Linked DNA regions of Mus musculus: region 2 is linked to region 1. The links are chromatin contacts, called in public Hi-C maps. All regions are on one chromosome and are shown on one strand. Each heading gives the region's core, a stretch centred on a gene start, on an enhancer-like site or on the middle of the called end of the contact. The rest is flanking DNA. Distances are from core to core; before and after follow the strand shown. Region 1 has its middle 18 kb from the start of Gm31223. Region 2 overlaps Usp38 (ubiquitin specific peptidase 38).

What was found. Hi-C and Micro-C count contacts between places; a contact is called where the count stands out from the background.
Region 2: a contact with region 1 is called in a Hi-C map of epidermal suprabasal cells, with 2.8 times the contacts expected there. The contact joins two enhancer-like sites. A contact is called at or near these places in 2 of 39 promoter capture datasets (the C10 cell line and HPC-7-derived erythroid cells), 2 of 15 datasets of contacts at CTCF or cohesin (large pre-B cells and pro-B cells), 6 of 484 Hi-C or Micro-C datasets (the C10 cell line, cerebellum, epidermal suprabasal cells and 3 more) and 3 of 115 datasets of contacts at active chromatin or transcription factors (the HPC-7 cell line, embryonic stem cells and large pre-B cells).

What each region holds. Positions count from the first base shown.
Region 1 is chr8:80,929,120-80,932,917 of GRCm38.p6, forward strand. No RefSeq gene overlaps it. Among named protein-coding and RNA genes, the nearest start is that of Gm31223, 18 kb to the right of the region's middle. Within about 2 kb of position 1,637, at least 5 of the 459 cell types and tissues checked have an H3K27ac peak or open chromatin away from gene starts, as enhancers often do. A contact at or near this core is called in epidermal suprabasal cells, where this site is marked.
Region 2 is chr8:80,991,937-80,995,734 of GRCm38.p6, forward strand. Usp38 (ubiquitin specific peptidase 38) reads right to left here. Exons shown (of 10, transcript NM_027554.2): 5 at 3,746-3,798; 6 at 1,260-1,453. Among named protein-coding and RNA genes, the nearest start is that of Usp38, 21 kb to the right of the region's middle. Within about 2 kb of position 1,850, at least 15 of the 459 cell types and tissues checked have an H3K27ac peak or open chromatin away from gene starts, as enhancers often do. A contact at or near this core is called in epidermal suprabasal cells, where this site is marked.

The DNA of each region.
Region 1 (3,798 bases), core at 387-2,886:
TCTCCCTCAATTGCTCTCCACTTATTTTTTGACACAGGGTCTCTCCACTCAACATGGAACTTAGTGATTAGGGAGACTGGCTGGCCAGGGAGCTCCAGGGATCTGCCTGTCTGTATAATAGTCACCTACCACCATGTCTGGTTTCTGTGTGGGTCCTGAGGCTCTGAACGCAAGGCTTCATGCTTGTGTGGCAAACACTGTTTTTGTTGTTGTTTGTTTGTATGTTTGTTTGTTTGTTTTAAGACAAGGTCTCATGAAACCCAGATGTGAAGTTAGAACAAGTCCAAGTTGTTTGAATTTTGAAACTTTTATCCTGCTCCATCTCATTATAGATCATCTCTAGTATATCATTAAGAGTCTTGCCTAGTGGTGGTGTCACACACCTTTAATCAAAATACTCAGGAGGCAGAGACAGGGAGATATCTGTCAGTTCGAGGCCAGCTTGCTTTAAAAAGCCAGTTCCAGCCAGGAATACACAGAGAAACCCTGTCTCAAAAATAAAAACAAACAAACACAAAACAACAACAACAAAAACCAAAAAGAGTCTCAAAGAGAATGTTCCATACTGATCTTGCAACCCCAGGATCGAACAGTTAAGCCAGATGTGAAGTTAGAACAATTACCTGAGTCCCCAGTGTTCTCATTTCAAGATTACACAGAGAACGCTGAAGATTAAAAACAACTTCCAAAGTAGACACTCTCATGGATCATAGTTATTGTTTCTGGAAGCATCTAAAAACCAAAATACCAGCCAAACAGACAAGATAGTTTTAAACCTGATTTAAGTTATTTCCTTCCATCTAAGCTTGTCAAAATGCAGGTACATTCCACTCTGGCCTGAAAAGCAGGTCCACTCATGGTGTACACACGACCTATAAGGCCAGCCTGAGCTACATGAGATCCTGTAAAAGGAAGAAGACGGAAGGAAAAGAGGAATGGGGGAGAGGGAGGGAGGGGCAGAGGGAGGGAGGGAAGCAAGGTGGAAGTGAGAAAGTCCTTTGACTTTGACAGATACTAGAAAATATTACGTGGGTTGGAAACCTGGGAGGCTGGGAAAATGGAGAGATATAATTCATTTTAAGGGGTGGGTTGTGTATTTAGAGTGTAGAGAATAGTTTCCTGATGGAAAGTGATTGGATTAAGGCTGGTGATTGGAAAAGAAAGCCAACCTCTGAAGACCACGTGAAGACAGAGAATTTGCAACTACAAAAGCTGATCTGGGCTAAGAAAACTCTCCTTCATTGTCCATAGAAGAGCATTCTGCCAGCTGTGTTAATAGTACCCTTCTTCCACTCCCTCTCCCTTCCACCTTGCTTCCCTCCCTCCTTCTGTCCCTCCCTCCCTCTCCCCCATTCCTCTTTTCCTTCCGTCTTCTTCCTTTTACAGGATCTCATGTAGCTCAGGCTGGCCTTATAGGTGGTGTGTAGTCCAAGATGACCCTGTTATAGGTGGTGTGTAGTCCAAGATGACCCTGTGTACTCTTAGTCCTCCTGCCTCCCTCTCTTGAGCTCTGGGATTACAGGTGTGTGCCATCACAGCTGGGTTTTGATGCTGGGGATTGAACCTAGGGCTCTATGAACAAGGCCAGCATACATACTATGATTATAGCCAAGGATGACTCTGAATTCCTGAGTCACCTGCATCCACCCCATGTGCTGGAATTATAGGTGTGTACCGCCACACCCAGTTCATGCCTTGCTGGGATAGAATCCAGGGCTTCTTGCATTCTAGCCAAGCACAACACTAACAAAGCAACTGAATTCTATCCCCAGCTATACTACATTCGTTTATCAAATCTCTGTAGTGTCCTAACAGCATCATGAGCTGTAGGATACCACGGGAAACCTCAAAAAGGGCCAACCAGGAGGTAACTCTGAGAGTCCAAAACACTGAAGCTACTTAGCTGGCCACTGCAACGAGGATGCCAACCGTTGAGTTCTGTAGGATAGATGTTCCTCTAGGCTTTTTGTTTTCCCTCACTGCTTGAAGGGCATTATGGGAGTGCAATTGGCTCAGAGTGATGACATTAACATTATGAATAATGCTTGGGGGCTAGACTCAGGATGCTGGGAACCGGCTGTTAGATTCCCAGAACGTTTTACATAATGATGCTGGGTTGCCAGGTCAGCAGAGTGACTGTCAAAGGAAAGCAGGCAGCAGAAAGCACTGGAAGGAGACATCAGAAGTGAGCCATTCAGACAGAATTCTACTTTGTTGTTGTGTGGTGTGTGGTATGTGTAGTTTGGTGTGGTGTGGTGTGGTGTGGTGTGGTGTGGTGTGGTGTGGTGTGGTGTGGTGTGGTGTGGTGTGGTGTGGCGCTATTGACTTTGCCCTAACTTTATTCCTAGACTCAGCCTGCAAAGTATTCCTTTTTCTGTTTGTTTGTTTGTTTGTTTGTTTGTTTTTTGTTTTGTTTTGTTTTTCAAGACAGGGTTTCTCTGTATAGCCCTGGCTGTCCTGGAACTCACTCTGTAGACCAGGCTGGCCTCGAACTCAGAAATCCACCTGCCTCTGCCTCCCAAGTGCTGGGATTAAAGGCGTGTGCCACCACTGCCCAGCTTCCTTTTTCTGTTTTTAAGTGTACTTTCTGTCCTTCTTTTCCTGTGCTCAATTATAGCAGAAACTCCAAGAGGACCAAGGAGTCAGCAGTCACATCTCAGGTCTTTGGGCTCTGCTTTTCCGTGTTCAATAAATTAAAAAAAAATGGACTGAAGTAAAAAATAAATACATGACTTGGTTGCTAGCATGATAAAGTATGAATGAGCTCTTGAGGTGCAAACTTGGGCATTCTTGTTATATGTCGTGAGCTTGCTTGCTAGTGTCTATGTGCGTGTGCATGTGGAGGTCAGAGGTCAATATTGGGTGCATGCTCGCTCTCTCTCCTTATTTTTTTTTAAATTTTATTTCTTGAGACAGGGTTTCTCTGTGTGGCTCTGGCTGTCTTAGAGCTCTGTAGACCAGGCTGCCTCAAACTCACTGAGATTTGCCTGTCTCTGCCTCCCAAGTGCTGGGATCGGAGGTGTGTGCCACCACGTCTGCTTGGGTGTTTTTTATCAGTGGAGAACCATCTTCATTTTTGAGACAGAATCTCTTGCTGAACCTGGGGCACTTTGATTTACATAGCTGGCTGCCCAGTGAGCTTCAGCGATCCACTCCTCTCTGCCATCAGGGCACCGCTCTGTGGGTGCTCAGGATCTGAACCTGGGATCTGAAGCTTGCTGGGCAGACCTTGTACCAACTGAGTTAGCTCCAAATCGAATCTTTACAGGGAAGACTGAAGAGATGTTCAAGAGTAATGATCAGAGCTTCAATCAGTAGGAGTAAGTAAATGTCTATTAATTTTTTTTTCCAAAAAATTGCCACCAACTGGTTTTGAGGCCAAAATGTATGTGACAGAAGTTTGGCAGACTTTATTCTAAAAGGCAAAGTAGTAAATACATTAGGCTTACTGGCCACTTGGTCTCTGTAGCAACTGCTAAACTCTCACATATTGTGAAAGCAGCTGTAGACAGTACAAATAGGCTGTGTGCTAATAAAAATGTGTGGGGCAAGGGATGCAGCTCAGTTGGTATAGTGCTTGCCTAGCAGTGTGATGTCCTACATTTAGTCCCAGTACGACAAGATATAGGTGTGTTGGTACATGCCTATAATTCCAGCATTGAGTGAGAGGTGCAGGTAAATCAGGAGTTCAAAGTCATCTTGGTCTATGTAGAGAGTTCAAGGCTGGCCATAAGACTATCACACACACACACACACACACACACACACACACACACACACACACACACCCCAAATTAA
Region 2 (3,798 bases), core at 600-3,099, 63 kb after region 1:
AAACAATGCACATAGCGGATATGTTTGAGAATGTATGCATCTTGGTTTTTACAAGTTTGATTTTTTTAAACCAAGGAAAATAATTCATGTATTTCTTAAGAGATCTCCCTGTTTTGAGATAGCATTACTGGCTGCCACAACACTCTGTAGTTACAAGTGCTTAGGTCACTACTTTCCGTAAGATGACATAGCTAGCAAGGTGACCTCTGGTGGTGAGCTATGGACTCTTCAGTCTTACATTTAATACCACGTGTGTCTAAGAGTATCCCTTTGTCTTAAAACAAGTTGTCAAATACAAACTAAGCAACAAGAAAACTGAATGGAAGCCCAGGCACTTGGGTTTCATAGCCTGGGACAAACAACAAAACCCTAAAGCTGAGCCCACACCTAACAGTGTTTAAGTTCTAACAGCTTCCATCTTTGGGTCAGCTCAATTGGCACGATTTAAGGAAAAGTTGACAATTATTTTGTATCTTCAAGGACAATTTTTTTTGGGGGGGGAGGGGAGACACGACAGAGCCTCATGTAGTCTTCGCTAGCCTTACACACATCATGTAGACACGAATCACCATAAAGGTCTTTCTGCTTTATCCCAAGTGCTGAGATTACAGATGCGCAACAGCAAGCCTGGCTTTATGAGGTGCTGGGGTCATGCACAGGCAGGCGCTGCACTAGCAGCAGGCACCCTAGCAGATGTGTCTCCAGCACAAGGATGTCACTCAGCTAAGGACTGATTTCAGGTTTGTTGCATTCAAAAGAAAAGGGGCTTGAAAGAAAATTCACAGGAATGCCTATCTGTTCAGGAACCAACATCTTGGCATGGAATCAAAGCTTAGGTTTCCTAAAAGCAAAAAAAAAATTATGATATATGAATTAAAAAAAAATACAGTAGGACAGTAGAGGCAAGGAAACAGGGTAAAACACACCAGTCATCAGTAGTGTAGGGCACATAAACTTTTTGGAGTAGGCTCAGCCAATCCCTTTGGTTACATTACAAAAACATCAAGTCATACTGATTACAAATCAAACAGTGGCATTGTAAGTACAATGTACAAGCTAATTCGTCAGAATCAGAAACGCTGGCATTTCACTGTTCCTAGGCATTAAGAGCAGTTTCATTTTTAACTGAGGCAAGTGATGGCACTGTGAACACTTACGCTGCTTACACGGGAGCAGGGACGATTCTCTCCTCCTCCCATCTCCTCAGCACCTACTCACTCACTTCTACTTCAAATCAGAAAGTTCACATTTAAACTTACTCTGTAGCCATAAACAATGCTTGTAAAACACTGTTCATGTAACACGTGTTTCCCAGGTTAATAAGACCAGTTTTTCCAGTTTCAGATTTTCCAGAAAGTCTAGACAAGCAAGATGCCAAAGCATTGGATTGAGAAGTCCAGGCGCTTTGATTGAGAATCAGCTTAATCTTTTCTTCACTGGGCTTAGGAAAGTCCTAGATCATAAAGAAAAGAAAGTTTAAAAAGTAAAGAGAAAACTATTTTTTTATTTAAACAACTCAACACCACAATGTGGGACTTCCCTACTGACATTTGAGCTGTCTTTGCTCTCACTCATTCTGTACATGACAGAGAACATACAGTCAGCCTTTAAAACATCACACTACAGGGGAGAGCTAATTTTAATGGTTGACTTTATTGAAAAACAAGGAGGTCATTTTGGGTATGTACGTGAGGTTGTCTCTAGAGAGGGTTAAGTAGAAGTAGACTCACCCTGAATGTGGGCTGTCTGTCCTTCTCTGCTCAGGGATGGACAACTCTCATTACAGCTGAGAGCTGCTCCTGTTACCATGACTCGATACAGTGATGGAAAAGGCCCTTGGATTGTAAGCCACAGGAACCCTTCCTCTGAGTCACTTATCACAGCATCCACAAAATAGCCATGGGGACAAATGCCTTCCAGAATCTTGTTAAGAGATTTAAAATTTTTGAGGCAAAAATCTCAATAGCCTAAGCTGGCCAGGAACTCACAGTAATTCTCCTGCCCCAGTATCCCAAGTGCTGAGATCACAGGCACAAAATATCATGCTTGTCTTAAAATACTTTAAAAGCCAATGGAACAATGAGTTCAAGTTGCATGTCAATTACTTGTATTCAAATTCTATGATGAAAACAGAGCATGACTCTGGTGTACCCAGTACCAGCCCTTAGAAATGGCAGCCTACAGTCAGGACGAAAAGGGAATACATAATGATCCGACTGTGAAAAGTCAAACTCAATCTCATGGTTGCCATCTAGAAAATTACTACTACACACAGTCCTCTTACGTAGTAAAGCAGGAAATAAGGAAATAAAAATCTAAGTGCAAATGATTTCACGCCCCAGCAGAACAATGGGCAATAAGAGATGCTGGAAAAATCATTTATGCTTAAATGATTAGCTTTTCTAGACCAAGTGTGGTGGTTTGAAAGAAAATGCCACCCCTACTCCCTTGGACCATAGGGAGGGGGACTATTAGGTGTGGCCTTGTTGGAATAGACGTGGCTTTGGAGGTATGTCACTAGAGGTAGGCTCTGAAGTCTCATGCTCAAGACAGGGCTCTTCCTGCTGCCTGCTGATCCAGATGTAGAACTCCCAGCTCCTTTTCCAGCACTATGTCTACCTGTATGCAGCCCTGTTTTCCACCAGGATGATAATGAACTAGACCTCTGAACTGTATGCCATTCCCAATTAAATATTTTCCTTTAGGATAGTTGCTGTAGCCATGGTATCTCTTCACAGCAACAGAACCCTAGGTCACCAAGGTCGCCATCTACTGTTTACCCCACAGAGGACTGACACTTTGAGATGGCATTTTCAGCTGCTTTTATCTTGTTTGTTTTTGCTGCTGACAGCTACTTGAAAATACTTTCCTTGGGCTAAGAAGTAAGCCCTTTGTTTCTGAGTACTGGAAGACAGAAGAATGTCAGTCAATAGACATGGCAGCAATGAGGGAAGGCAGTAACAATCTCTCAAGTCCATAGCAAATGCTTCTGTGTACCGTTTACTTCTGAAAGGGCAGTGTCATACCAGCTACACACAGGCCTAACTGCCTTGTGACCCAGGCCTAGTTCTTAGTTTCAGTTAGCTGAACAGATGCAAAAACAGCTTGTCCTTAATTTATCTTATATACATTAGTAAGGCAATGAGGCCTATATATTGTATTTGCTATATTAATATCATGATTAGAATTGATATCTAGTAACTTCTGACTAAGCCTGAGTTTAGCTCTCCAAGTTCTTGGCTAGGCTCTGAATTTGCAGTCATCCACTCCTCAACACAGATTCACCACCTTTTTAGAACCTATCTTTTATAAACTTGAAAATCAGGTAACATAATTTAAATAGAATTTCTAAAAAATATAGACATCCATAAAGTGTACACACAGAACAATCAAAACAGGAGGGAATTGAGCATTGCCTTGCTTCTAAGAAGATGGACTAATTGTTGCCCATGTCTGACACTGAAGCAGAACTGATGTCTGCATGCATCTAGTGCAGAATTCCCTCACCAACCAATTTCTTTAACAGCTCATAAATTTAAAGTGACACCTTTTACTTGATGACACAACATAATTAAGAAATGTGGTTATTGATCTAGCATGGCGATAGCAAATAAGAGATTATGCCCTGACATTAATGAAACTACCACCTTAAAAACAGCTCATTACAGTAAAGGAATACATTTTACCAAATTTGTTCCTTATATCATATGTCGCTCACCAAGTCTGGTACAAAAAGCCATCATACCTTTACTGCCTCCAGAATAGGCTCATAGAGATCTGGGAATCCGGAGTAATGGT